Regions from separate parts of the Rattus norvegicus genome. Here region 2 is linked to region 1. A link is a contact called in public Hi-C data. All regions are on one chromosome and are shown on one strand. The core of a region is the stretch at or near the end of the contact, and the rest is flanking DNA. Distances in the headings are between cores, read along the strand shown. Region 1 holds the start of Sft2d3 (SFT2 domain containing 3). Region 2 holds the start of Iws1 (interacts with SUPT6H, CTD assembly factor 1).

Region 1 (5,348 bases), core at 1,005-3,504:
TCTGTGGGTGAAGATGCTTCTCACCAAATCTAACGAGGACTTCAACAGCCAGAAACCCACATGGTATAAGATTAAGTCCCGTAATGCTGCTCTACGGCTCCACCTGCACACCTCCCACAGCCAAAGTAATGGTAAAAAAAATTCATAAAATATTTTCGTTAATCCTCTTGTGTGTGGAACAAAGTAAATTTGTTCACACAGAAAAAAAAAAACCATCAACTCAGATTCCTTTTGTAATGCGATTGGCATATTGTAACGACAGTCCTGCAGCTGCTTCTAAAAAGCTTACTTACGCATATGTGTGAGCATGTGTGTTCTGGTGCCCCTGAGGGCCAGAAGGAGGAGCTGGAATAGCAGGTGGTTGTGAGCTGCCCATGTGAGTGTTGGGAACTGAACTTTTAATTAACATGTATGTTCGTGGAACCATAAAGAGCAACTTTTTTTTTTTTAAACAAGAACTGTTGTGGAACATTTTCAGCACGAGGTGTGCTTGGAGTCCATCAAAGAGATACAGACAGGAAGCATCAGGCCTCTCTCTGAGCTGGTGGCCAGTGTCACCTGCTTATCTCCAAACTCTGAGAGATGAAAAGCTAATGGTAGTCTATGTGACTGAACCACCATCAGAAAAGGCAGTTTCAAGTCCCAAATTATTCATTAGACAAACCAGTGGGATGGGGAATCTGAGAAGGGGGCATGTGGGCACGTCGTGGCCTGTGGGAAATCTCTCAAGATGAGGTCTGGCAGCCAATCAGTGGTCCTGTCTCTTCTTCTCTCTATGCTGCACCCCTTCACTCATCCCTTGAATCTGTTACCACAGATCACGTATCTTGTTTCCCACACAAAGGCCCCGACAGAACAACCGATGGCTTCAGGGACATCTACCAAGTCTTCGAGAACATTTACTGCACTGAAGGACGGCTGTGCCGACTTACCAGGCTAGTTGGGTCCCTGAGAGGGAGTCACAAGACCCTGTCCTAAAAACAGTGACTCACGTGGTAAACTGTCACAATTCAGACTGGTACAACACAGAAAGTGTGCAGGAGGGAGGTGCAGTCCTGGGAGTCTCTGCAGTGTGGCCTGTGAGCCGTCACAGGCAGACACGGCTCCAGAAGGCAAGAGAGAACGGCACACGCAACAGAACAGCAGGGAAACTGACTGGAATGTGCTGGGGTTGCTCCACATCTGAAGCAGGAGTCAAAATGCTTCAAGGTTATAGAAGCCAACGACATGAGAGAGACATTTGCACATCATGTGCAGAGTCAGGGCATGCAAACCGCAACATTCAGGGAGCACTGCAGGAGAGGAAGCAGAAGACTGGGAAGACCCAGAGGATGGGGATCAGATGCTGTGAGACCACACCTCCTCAGTAGCATCAGAAGCCATACCCATAATGTCTCATCAACATGACTGCCTAAACACACCTGAACAGGAACAAGAGACAGGCTAGAGTGGATGGGGAGAGATCAGGAGATGTCAACCCCCCCCCCCCACCCATTGCACAAAGGTGCAACAATTAAAACAACAAAACAAAACAAAAATGGAAACCAGAAGAGTTGGTTGGGGGTGGGAGTTAGCCCTTTATCAACTCCACTTTCAAAGGAGCCTAAGCCCTGTAGGTGTGGATTTTTAAATTACTTTTACATTTTATGTATATGGGTGATCTGCCTGCATGTTGTACGTGCACCACTTGCGAGGGCATTAGATGTCCTGAAACCACAGTTACGAGATCTTAGCTGCCATGTGAGTACCAGGATCCAAACATGAGTTCTCTGCAAGAGCAACAAGTGCTCCTACCTACTGAGCCATTCTCCTGCGACGTCTTCAGAATTCTGAGGTAACTGTAGACATGTAGAAACTTGAAAGAGAGGGAGGGAGAACGAAAGAGAGAAAAGGAAAGAAAATTCTGTTTACCCTTTCCCCCAGATTCCTCCATTTAGCAGTTTTAGCAATGTGAGGCACCTGACAGTCAATATTCGTCTGTCAGCAGATGCCCCTGTGGATCCTTTTATTGCTATTGCCACTCTTGTGTCTTTTAATGCTGACAGGACTTAACTCGGTGACTAAAACAAAAAAATCAGGATCTGGTAGACTATACAACACAGCTGTACTGCCTACTCCAGGACTTCCGCCAAGCTTTGGACACCATCCTTCCGCCGAGGCCGACCAACCGCCACCCGAGGATCTAGCTACTTCCGGTCGCGGGTGACAAACCCCGGAAGTATCAGCCCGGTTTTTAACGCCACTCGGTCCGAGATGGCCGATCTCCACCGCCAGCTGCAGGACTACCTGATGCAGGGTAAAGCGAGTAGGCCGGCAGCCGCAGAGCCGCTGCTCGGCGCGAGGGCAGCAGAGGAGCCTACGTCCGGGGACAGACCTGCCGGGGCATGGCTAGGCAGCACGGCTTTGCGATGGCCGTGGGCACGGAGCCCTGCCGAGCCGCCGCCCGCGGGCTCTCGGTGCATCCCAAACGTGACTCGCGGGCAGCGCCTGGCGGCGGGCGGCCTGTGTCTGCTGTTGGCCGCGCTCTGTTTCGGTCTGGCCGCGCTCTACGCTCCGGTGCTGCTGCTGCGCGCGCGCAAGTTCGCGCTCCTTTGGTCGCTGGGCTCCGTGCTGGCGCTGGCGAGCGCGGCGCTGCTGCGGGGCGGCCCGGCTTGTGGGCGTCTGCTGCGCGGCGAGGAGACGCCTTCGCGGAGCGCGCTGTGCTACGCAGCCGCCTTGGGCGCCACGCTCTACGCCGCGTTGGTCCTGCGCAGTACGGTGCTAACGGCACTCGGCGCTTGCGCACAGGTAGCCGCGCTACTCTACGCGTTGATAGGGCTCCTGCCCTGGGGCGGCGTGACGGCGCTCCGCCTGGCGCTCGGTCGCCTAAATCGCGGGACGGGCCTAGCCAACGCGCTCCCGGTGTGACAGTCCCAATCTGGAGGAAGAGGAACCAGCCAAGCTAAGGACACTCCACCGTACCCAAGCGTACAAGGACAAGGCACCAACTGGACTGCGTGGCGGAGTCCGTGCGCTTGAAGCACCTGTCAAGAACTGATGAGCAGGAGGTTTAAGATCCTTCTTTGGCTTCAGTGTTCTGTGGTTCTGGGTCGCATGGACCACGGTAAAACGTGATTTTTACAGTGCTCCGGAAACCACTATCATGAACTGCTTTCGCACTAAACTGGCTTTACACGGACGTCAGATTTAGCGAGGAACAAACGGAGAAATGAATAGCTTTCTGACTTAGTTGCTTTTGGGAGAACTACATTCTACCTTTTGTCATTTAAAGAAATCCAGGGATGTGTTTGGTTGATCAGGTTTCGGTTCTGCTACATCTTTTCAAAGCCTCCTTACTCCTACTCACTGTAAAGCAATCCAGATTACCAGATTAAACACTAAATTTAACCACTGGATTTAAAGTAGTGATTAGCTAATATATTTTTACCTCAGGTTTTTTCTTCCGTTAAGAAGTAAATACGGTGCTTTATAATATGCAAGTATAAATATTTACTTGTCAAAGCAATATTCCGGATCAAAAAGCCAGTTATCCAGTATGACTGAGTGGCAAATTTTGCAAAGGTCTCTGTAAAACTAGGCTAAGAAATCCTGGGATACAGGGAATTTTTACATTTGTAGTTATCATAGTTGTTATATAAGTTTTGCCAGGTTTTTGATTCCTAACGATGCTGCTTGTTAAAAGTCCCACACAGTTGTTAAAAGTCCCACACTAATGCTGTGTAAAATGCTTCTCATACATAATTGCTGTATTTCCTTCTAGGTTCGCAGGTAGCTTTGTTTCTGTGGTGCTGGTGCAAATCAGCACTTAAATCTATCGTAATTTATTGCCAAAAATTCAGTTGAGTATTGAGTCTTGATTCATGAAAGTAAAGGGTATTCAGCTTAAAATGTCACCACCAGTGTCCTCACACTAGGCTGGCACATCCAAAGTACCCTAGAAGCCAAATACCATCAGCTTACTTAGAAGACTGGAGGATGGGTCCAGATGTTTCTGTATGATAATATATAAAACATACATGTTCAGCTGAGGTTGAGACCCATATCTGTGTGCTGGCTTGTATGATATCAAAGTAATTGTTTTCCAGGTTAGGTCAAACAGTCCCCCATGATGTGATCCTATACTGGCCAATATCCCAACGTCACAGGGTTCCCAGACCACTAGCCTCTATAGTAATTACCCCCTGGTAATCCTTTTGCCATGCCCTCCAGGCAGTAAGTAGAGCTTCCACTGCTCAGGAAAGGAAATGCTATTTTCAAGTAGTGATGTGCATTTTTTTTATGTCACTATGTTCAAGGTATTAAAATTCTGTTTCAAACATTGTCAAGAATTCATTACTTGAAAATAAGTTTTATAAAATTCTAAGCACAATATTTTATATTTTGACAGTAGCACTGAAAATGTTGTGTGTAGATATGTAATGCCTAATGTAGAGGAACTGTTTATAAATGCATTCATTCTGAGAACACGGCCTGGATGGTGTCTGGATTCCTGTAGTTTCATGGACTCTGACTTTAAGGTGTTTGTGTGTTATACCAGGGGAGTGCAAGTGAGGAGGAAGAGTGCTCCTTTCTAATGTCGTGAGTGCTGCCATGTTTATTTTTGAAATTCACTAGACAGCCTCAGGTTCTAGCATCCAGATAATCACCATGTCTTCTTCACCCCACACACACAGCTAGGGAGGCCTTCTGTGCAAAGTCCAACTGTGTCAGCATCTCTTAAGCCACCAGAGATGTCCAGCAGCACTCAACTTGCCAAGTAAACCTGTCTTCATGTGCCAAAAAGCTAGTAATGCAACAAGAGGCTAGCAGCTCTGGGAGTGACTTTTATAAAGGCTCTCCCAGAAAGACTAGTGGTCAGAGCTGAAGAAGGAGCTCCGTGGTTAGGAGCACTGGCTGCTCCCCTAGAGACATGGATTCAACTCCTAGCACTGACAACTGCCTATTACATCTGATGCCCTCTTCTGTCCTCCAAAGACACCAGGCACACAACTGGTGCAGACATAAACTCAGGCAAAACTCCCATAAGAGGGGTGAAGGGCTTTAAAAAAAAAAAAGAAAGACAGCAAAATGTCAGCATAGGAAGCAGTATCTTAAATTGAAGGGTGGGACAAGGGGAAAGTGGAATCCCAAGCTGCCCTGAACCTTACCATGAAGCCAAGGACAGCACTGGAATTGTGAGCCTCCTGGCCCCACCTCCCAAAGGCTAGGTTATACATGTGTGCTAACATGCTAAGTTAGTATTTTTTAAGGAGAGGACCTCTCTCCATGTCTAGCTGAGTTGCCTGCTCACAGGTCCTGGGGCTGAGTTCCTGTCCCTGTGTGGGCTCTGAACCACTGAGCCATCTCTC
Region 2 (5,348 bases), core at 1,610-4,109, 160 kb before region 1:
AGCTCAGTGGTAGAGTGTCTACTTTCCTAGTAGATACAAAGCCTTGGGTTTAATCCCAAGCCACACAATAAGAAACCAAAACAAACACAGCAAAGCAGTATATGAGAGTTATAAACCTAGACCTTGCTACACATCAAAACCAATCTAATTCCTGACATAAACCTTAATAAATGACACCCCCTGGACTATTTCAAGCGGTATTTCTTTCTGACCGCTTACTGTTCTTGCCAAATATTATTCAGGGATGGTGGAGCCTGCCAATACATCATACACTGAATAAACAGGCATAGCTGAAACTGCCTAGTATTTGAAATTTAACCCAAGAGAACTTTTTTCTCTGTTAGCATCAGCTGACCAGACTATCCCTATGCTTTTTTTTTTTTTTTTTTTTTTTTTTTTAAATCTACTACTCTTTACCCTTTCAGGGCATTAGAAGTATATGGAAAAGCCTCCCCGAAGACACTGTACCTCTGAATGGCGGTCTACACTTCCAGTGTCGGATCCGGAGTGCTGCTCGTTTACATCATCCTCACCATCTGACCCTGAATCCCGCTCGTCCTGTACTGGGGTTGCACCACCATCATCTGCTTAAAAACAAAACAAAACCCCTCTTAGGTATAAGGTGGATGACGTCTGCAATAATGTTTATGATTACAGTTAAAATGAACATCTACAGCCAAGACGGGCAAAAGTTCTAGACAATAAGATACCTGTCTAAATACTAACAACTACTACCATGTGATGTGGGAAGCCCAGAACAAACTAACTAGATGCCAAGTTAGAAATTATCTAAATTATACTTTCTATTGTGTTATTATCTATCTTTCTAAGGTATTTACCATCTTCTAATGCACTATGTAACTTGTTATTTTGTTTACTCTGGAGTTTTCGATTCATAACTGAATCTTTGGAGCCCAAAGATTCAGTTGCCTGTTACATGGTATACAGGAAGTGCTTGTTTATGAATGAAGAGCACAGGAACTTCAGTCCAGAAATAGTGAGAATTGATTGATGTATATAAACTATAATCTGATAGGATGAATAGTATTGTCAGCTAACCTTATCCAATGCCTTAAAAATACCCAATAAAATTATCCCTAAGAGGTACTTAGGGATATTAGAAGGCGTAAGACTTGATTAGTAGTTTAAGAAGCAAAAGTTAAATGAAACAGTAAAGTACAAGAAAGCCAAAAAAGTAATATAAAAATGGAATTACTTTTATACTAATGAGATCTTCAACTCACTTCAAGAGAAAAGTTTATACCTGGGCATGGTGGGGCATGTCTTTAATCCCAGCACTAAGGAAGAGGCAGGAGGATCTCTGTGAGTTTGAGGCCGGCCTGGACTACAGAGTGAATTCCATGACAGCCAGGGCTGTTACACAGAGAAAACCTGTCTCAAAACAAAAACAAAGTAAAGTTTATAAAGTAACAAAAAAAATAGTTTTGGAAAGTCTTAACAATTGTATTCAAACCGTTGAATGACTGGAGAGATGAGGGCAGCTGTGTTAAATTCTGGAGTAATAGGAAAACACTGAATGGAAAAAAATTTTTAAAAATGCATAACCAGAGAGCCTAAGTTAAGAATACAGACACGCACACAAAAAAATTAAAATCAGAAAAGCAGCCTAAACATGCACCTTTAATCCTAGCAATGAGGTGGAGGCAGGTTGATGAATGAATGATCTGTGGATGCCAGGCCAATCTGGTCTACAAAGTGAGGTTGAGGCCAGCCAGTGCTACAGCAAATCAAACCAACCAACAACAACCCAAACAGCTAAAAGAAGCACACACGTGTGTGTGTGTGTGTGTGTGTGTGTGTGTGTGTGTGTGTGTTAGGGAACTGCTATCTTTTTGCTACCTCGTTATTTTTCTTGTAACATAGCCTATAGACCATTCACACAGAATTAATTTTAAAATGCCAATGAGCTGAAAAATATTTTGGTATTTAGGCAAAACAGCAAACAGCTTAATGCTAAACTATCTAGTTCAGTACTTTTGATAAAGTCCAAAAGAAATCGGCACACAGCTCTTTTTACCCAGCAGGCCCTTGCCTTGTTCATCTCTTCGTCTAGTGTGCCGATTTAGTACAGAAGACACGAAAGTCACTCCAAGTACCAGGGACTCATTCCTTGCTTTAAAAATGCGTGTGTAAACTTAAAAGACCCCGCCCTTTCTTCCCGGGAAGCCAGGCTTACAGATTAAACTAGCCCTAACTGGTAAATAAGAGTCTAGAGATTCCTGTCCCCCATGGAACTAGAAAACCTCAACTCCTGACAATTCCCTTTAAAAGACGTATCTCTTCCCCGGCAGACTGAAGAGACAACTTGAGCAAAAAAACCCTTCTTGGACCGGAAGAGATTCCCTTAAGAGTTCCCTCCCCAGGCTCCAGTCCCGCCCCTCCTCGCCGGTACACCTGAGGAGGCAGGAGGGGACTTCCCAACAGGGCATGGATACTGACAGCGGGCTTTCCGGTGCTGGGCCCTGGCAAAGACCTCTCCTGCTGAAGCGCGAGGCCGAGCCGCAGCGCGGTCCTCCCCGTCCCGACCCACCTGACTGGTCACCGCTGTAGTACTCCGAGTCCATGGCAGGCGGGCTCTCGGCGGGGAGTGTCCGCGCCACGCGCCGCCCCCGTCACGTCCTTCCTGGCGGAGTGACCTCTCTCGACAGCAGCGCGCTTCTGCCTCCCCCGAGACTCTGGAGAAGTCGGCAGCGGCGGGCGCCGACGCTTCGACCGGGAAACCCCAGTTACTAAACAGGGCCGTACCTCACCGACCGGCAAAGTGAAGAACCGCGCTCAACTTCCCAGAAGCACCTCTGGGGCCAAAATGGCGCCTGCCCACCGCCCTCAGAGAAATGCAGTGCGCAGGCGCCGTTACCCTTCTGTCGGCCAATCAGAATATGCTATGGTAATATGACGCCATGGCAGCGTCGGGAAGAGACTGCCGGGAGAGTTGACTGGACGCGGGAAGTTGGACTTTAGTTAAATACCGATCTCGGTTGGATTTGGTCTGTCTCCAGAAGGAGTAATGTTACTCACTTGGCCCTCAGTTCGGGCTTGTTTTGAGAAACATTTTAGTTCTTGTGAAAAATGAAAACCCGCTAAAATTATATTTTAACATTCGGTCAAATAACTAATTCTAATTCCCGCCCACAGTTTAGAAAGTAGCGCGTTGTTCTCTGGGACTTTTAGTTCGAAGGTCGGATTCCCTTCGCCAAGAAAGTTAAAAACAAGATGACTGGTTATAAAACATACCATGATCTTTCTTTCTTTACAAAATAAGTAAGTTGTAACGGAAAAGCCATGTGGTCAACAAGTACAGATCTTTGTTTTAAGAGCATCTGATAGCCAGGTGGTGGTGGATTAGGCCCTTAATCCCAACACTCAGGAAACAGAGGTAGGGCATCTCTGATCTCTGAGGCCAGCCTGGTCTACAAAGTAAATTCTATGACAGCCAGGGCTACACAGAGAAATTTGGTTTGGCAAAACAAATTTTAAAAAAAAATGATACTTATTAAGTTGAAAGCTTAGTTCCCATTCAAGAAGGCTGGCACTGGTGGCAATGCAGAGGCAGGTGGATGACATCCTGGTCCACAAAGAGCGTTTCAGGACATTCAGAGCTACACAGAGAAACCCTGTCTTAAAAAAAAAAAACAATCCCTGATAAAACCTTGATGAAGGAGTAAGAAACTACATACTCTGAGTAACCGGTTTCTAGTCCTCAGTCAGAAGAGTTGAGTGATAGTTTGAGGCAGTAATGGCTTTATACTCTTTGTTGCAACAGATTAGAGGGGAATTTCAAAATACCAGGATTGAAGATTAGAGCTATCATGATAAGGGCTCAATAACAAGGGTTATTCATGTTCCCCAAGAGCTCCAGAAGCCTGTCCTGTCTGATGGGGAGTATCTGGCCCGTGATTCTGTTCTATTTTTTCCTAAGCTGTCTGCTGTTCTTAGACACCTGATAAATTCATATAGAAACAACATTCCTCCCCCAACACAGCCCAGATTCCTCCCTTCTCTGCCACAATGAGATTTAATCCCCATCTATTTTGTAATAATATCATGGCTGCCAGGGAGTTCACCTGAGTCTGGAGTTTTTCAATGCTATCCTGTACCAGTGTCAGCTCAACCTTGATCTGTTGGCTATGTTGTACTTGATGGAGTCCAATGCCCTTCCGAATGGCCCCACTATTCCCAACAGGACTGGTATTAATATATCATCCCTTTCAGTTCAGACCGGTAGACTGATGGCTTATTTTCGCCCTACAGATGATTATAAGACTTGAAACTAAATATACAACTTGGTACATGGGATAGCTGATAGGTTGCCAAGAGGAGGTACTATTGGGGTACGTGAAATAGGTGCCATTAGGAACTACCGAGTTGGAAACTCGCCTGGCGCAGTCGAGGTGGGGTCCACACAGTTGGGTGTACCCACTATTTGTACAGGCCAGGCCCAGAGGCAGGGCTTGGTTGTGGAATCCTCAGTTAAAGGGATTTTAGTTAAGCCAGTGCCCAAATATGTAGCTCATCTTGTCCTCAGGCAGATCCAACAGTCTTTTCCTAGGTCAGCTGAAATTCAGAGAGCATTTTGTGGTGACTATTCATAAGGACAAGCATTTTTTTTATTTTTATTTTTTAAGGACAAGCATTTTAAGGAGGGGAACATTGGAATCCAAGGGTAGCTTGGGGTTTGGCTGGCTTGGTTTTTCTGAGGAGCAATTTTATCATCAGAGAGAGGACTCGAGATTTCATATGGATCCAAACTTTGGATGGGGACAGAAATGTCTAGAGTTTTTATCTCAGCAGAGGGTGACCTTCAGAAGGAGGTCCTTGCCATTAGCTAGCCCTCTGAGGCCAAACTTTCGCTTTCCAGACTTTATAAGACCTTTTACTCAATCATTCATAGTATTTCTTGCTTTTTTTCTGTGTTCTGAATGTCCAGAGGATTCTGACTGCTGAATTTGATGTAATCCATGGAGGTAAGGGCCTCCAGCCAGGCACCCAAGGAAACAAAAATGGCACAATAACAGTCCTACAGAATGACTGGGGCCAGTCTTCACAAACACTGATACTGAAGCTTGTTCTCTTTAACATAAATGTAGCTATTTTATACTCAGACTCCGTGTTACTCACAATGTGAAATTAAGTTCATGGTCATTACTTTAACTGACACTGAAGAATGCTATTAATAAGCCAAAAAGTTATGATTGTGTCTTAGTTAGGGTTTTACTGCTATGAACAGACGCCATGACCAAGGCAACTCTTATAAGGACAACATTTGATTGGGGCTGGCTTACAGGTTCAGAGGTTCAGTCCATTATCATCAAGGTGGAACATTGCAG

Evidence for each region. Hi-C and Micro-C count contacts between places; a contact is called where the count stands out from the background.
Region 2: a Hi-C map of liver shows a contact between it and region 1, with 3 times the contacts expected there. The contact joins the promoter of Iws1 here to the promoter of Sft2d3 in region 1. A contact is called at or near these places in 12 of 12 Hi-C or Micro-C datasets (the A7r5 cell line, the Rat2 cell line, Schwann cells and 7 more) and 1 of 1 datasets of contacts at active chromatin or transcription factors (oligodendrocytes).

Annotation. Positions count from the first base shown.
Region 1 is chr18:23,810,436-23,815,783 of GRCr8, reverse strand. It overlaps Sft2d3 (SFT2 domain containing 3), which reads left to right and starts at 2,254. Exons shown (of 1, transcript NM_001108887.1): 1 at 2,254-4,454. The coding sequence starts at 2,254. The coding sequence ends at 2,907. It also overlaps a transcript of Wdr33 not described here.
Region 2 is chr18:23,967,251-23,972,598 of GRCr8, reverse strand. It overlaps Iws1 (interacts with SUPT6H, CTD assembly factor 1), which reads right to left and starts at 2,859. Exons shown (of 14, transcript NM_001398635.1): 1 at 2,552-2,859; 2 at 469-584. The coding sequence starts at 2,585. All of the region lies in intron 1 of LOC120098222, which reads left to right.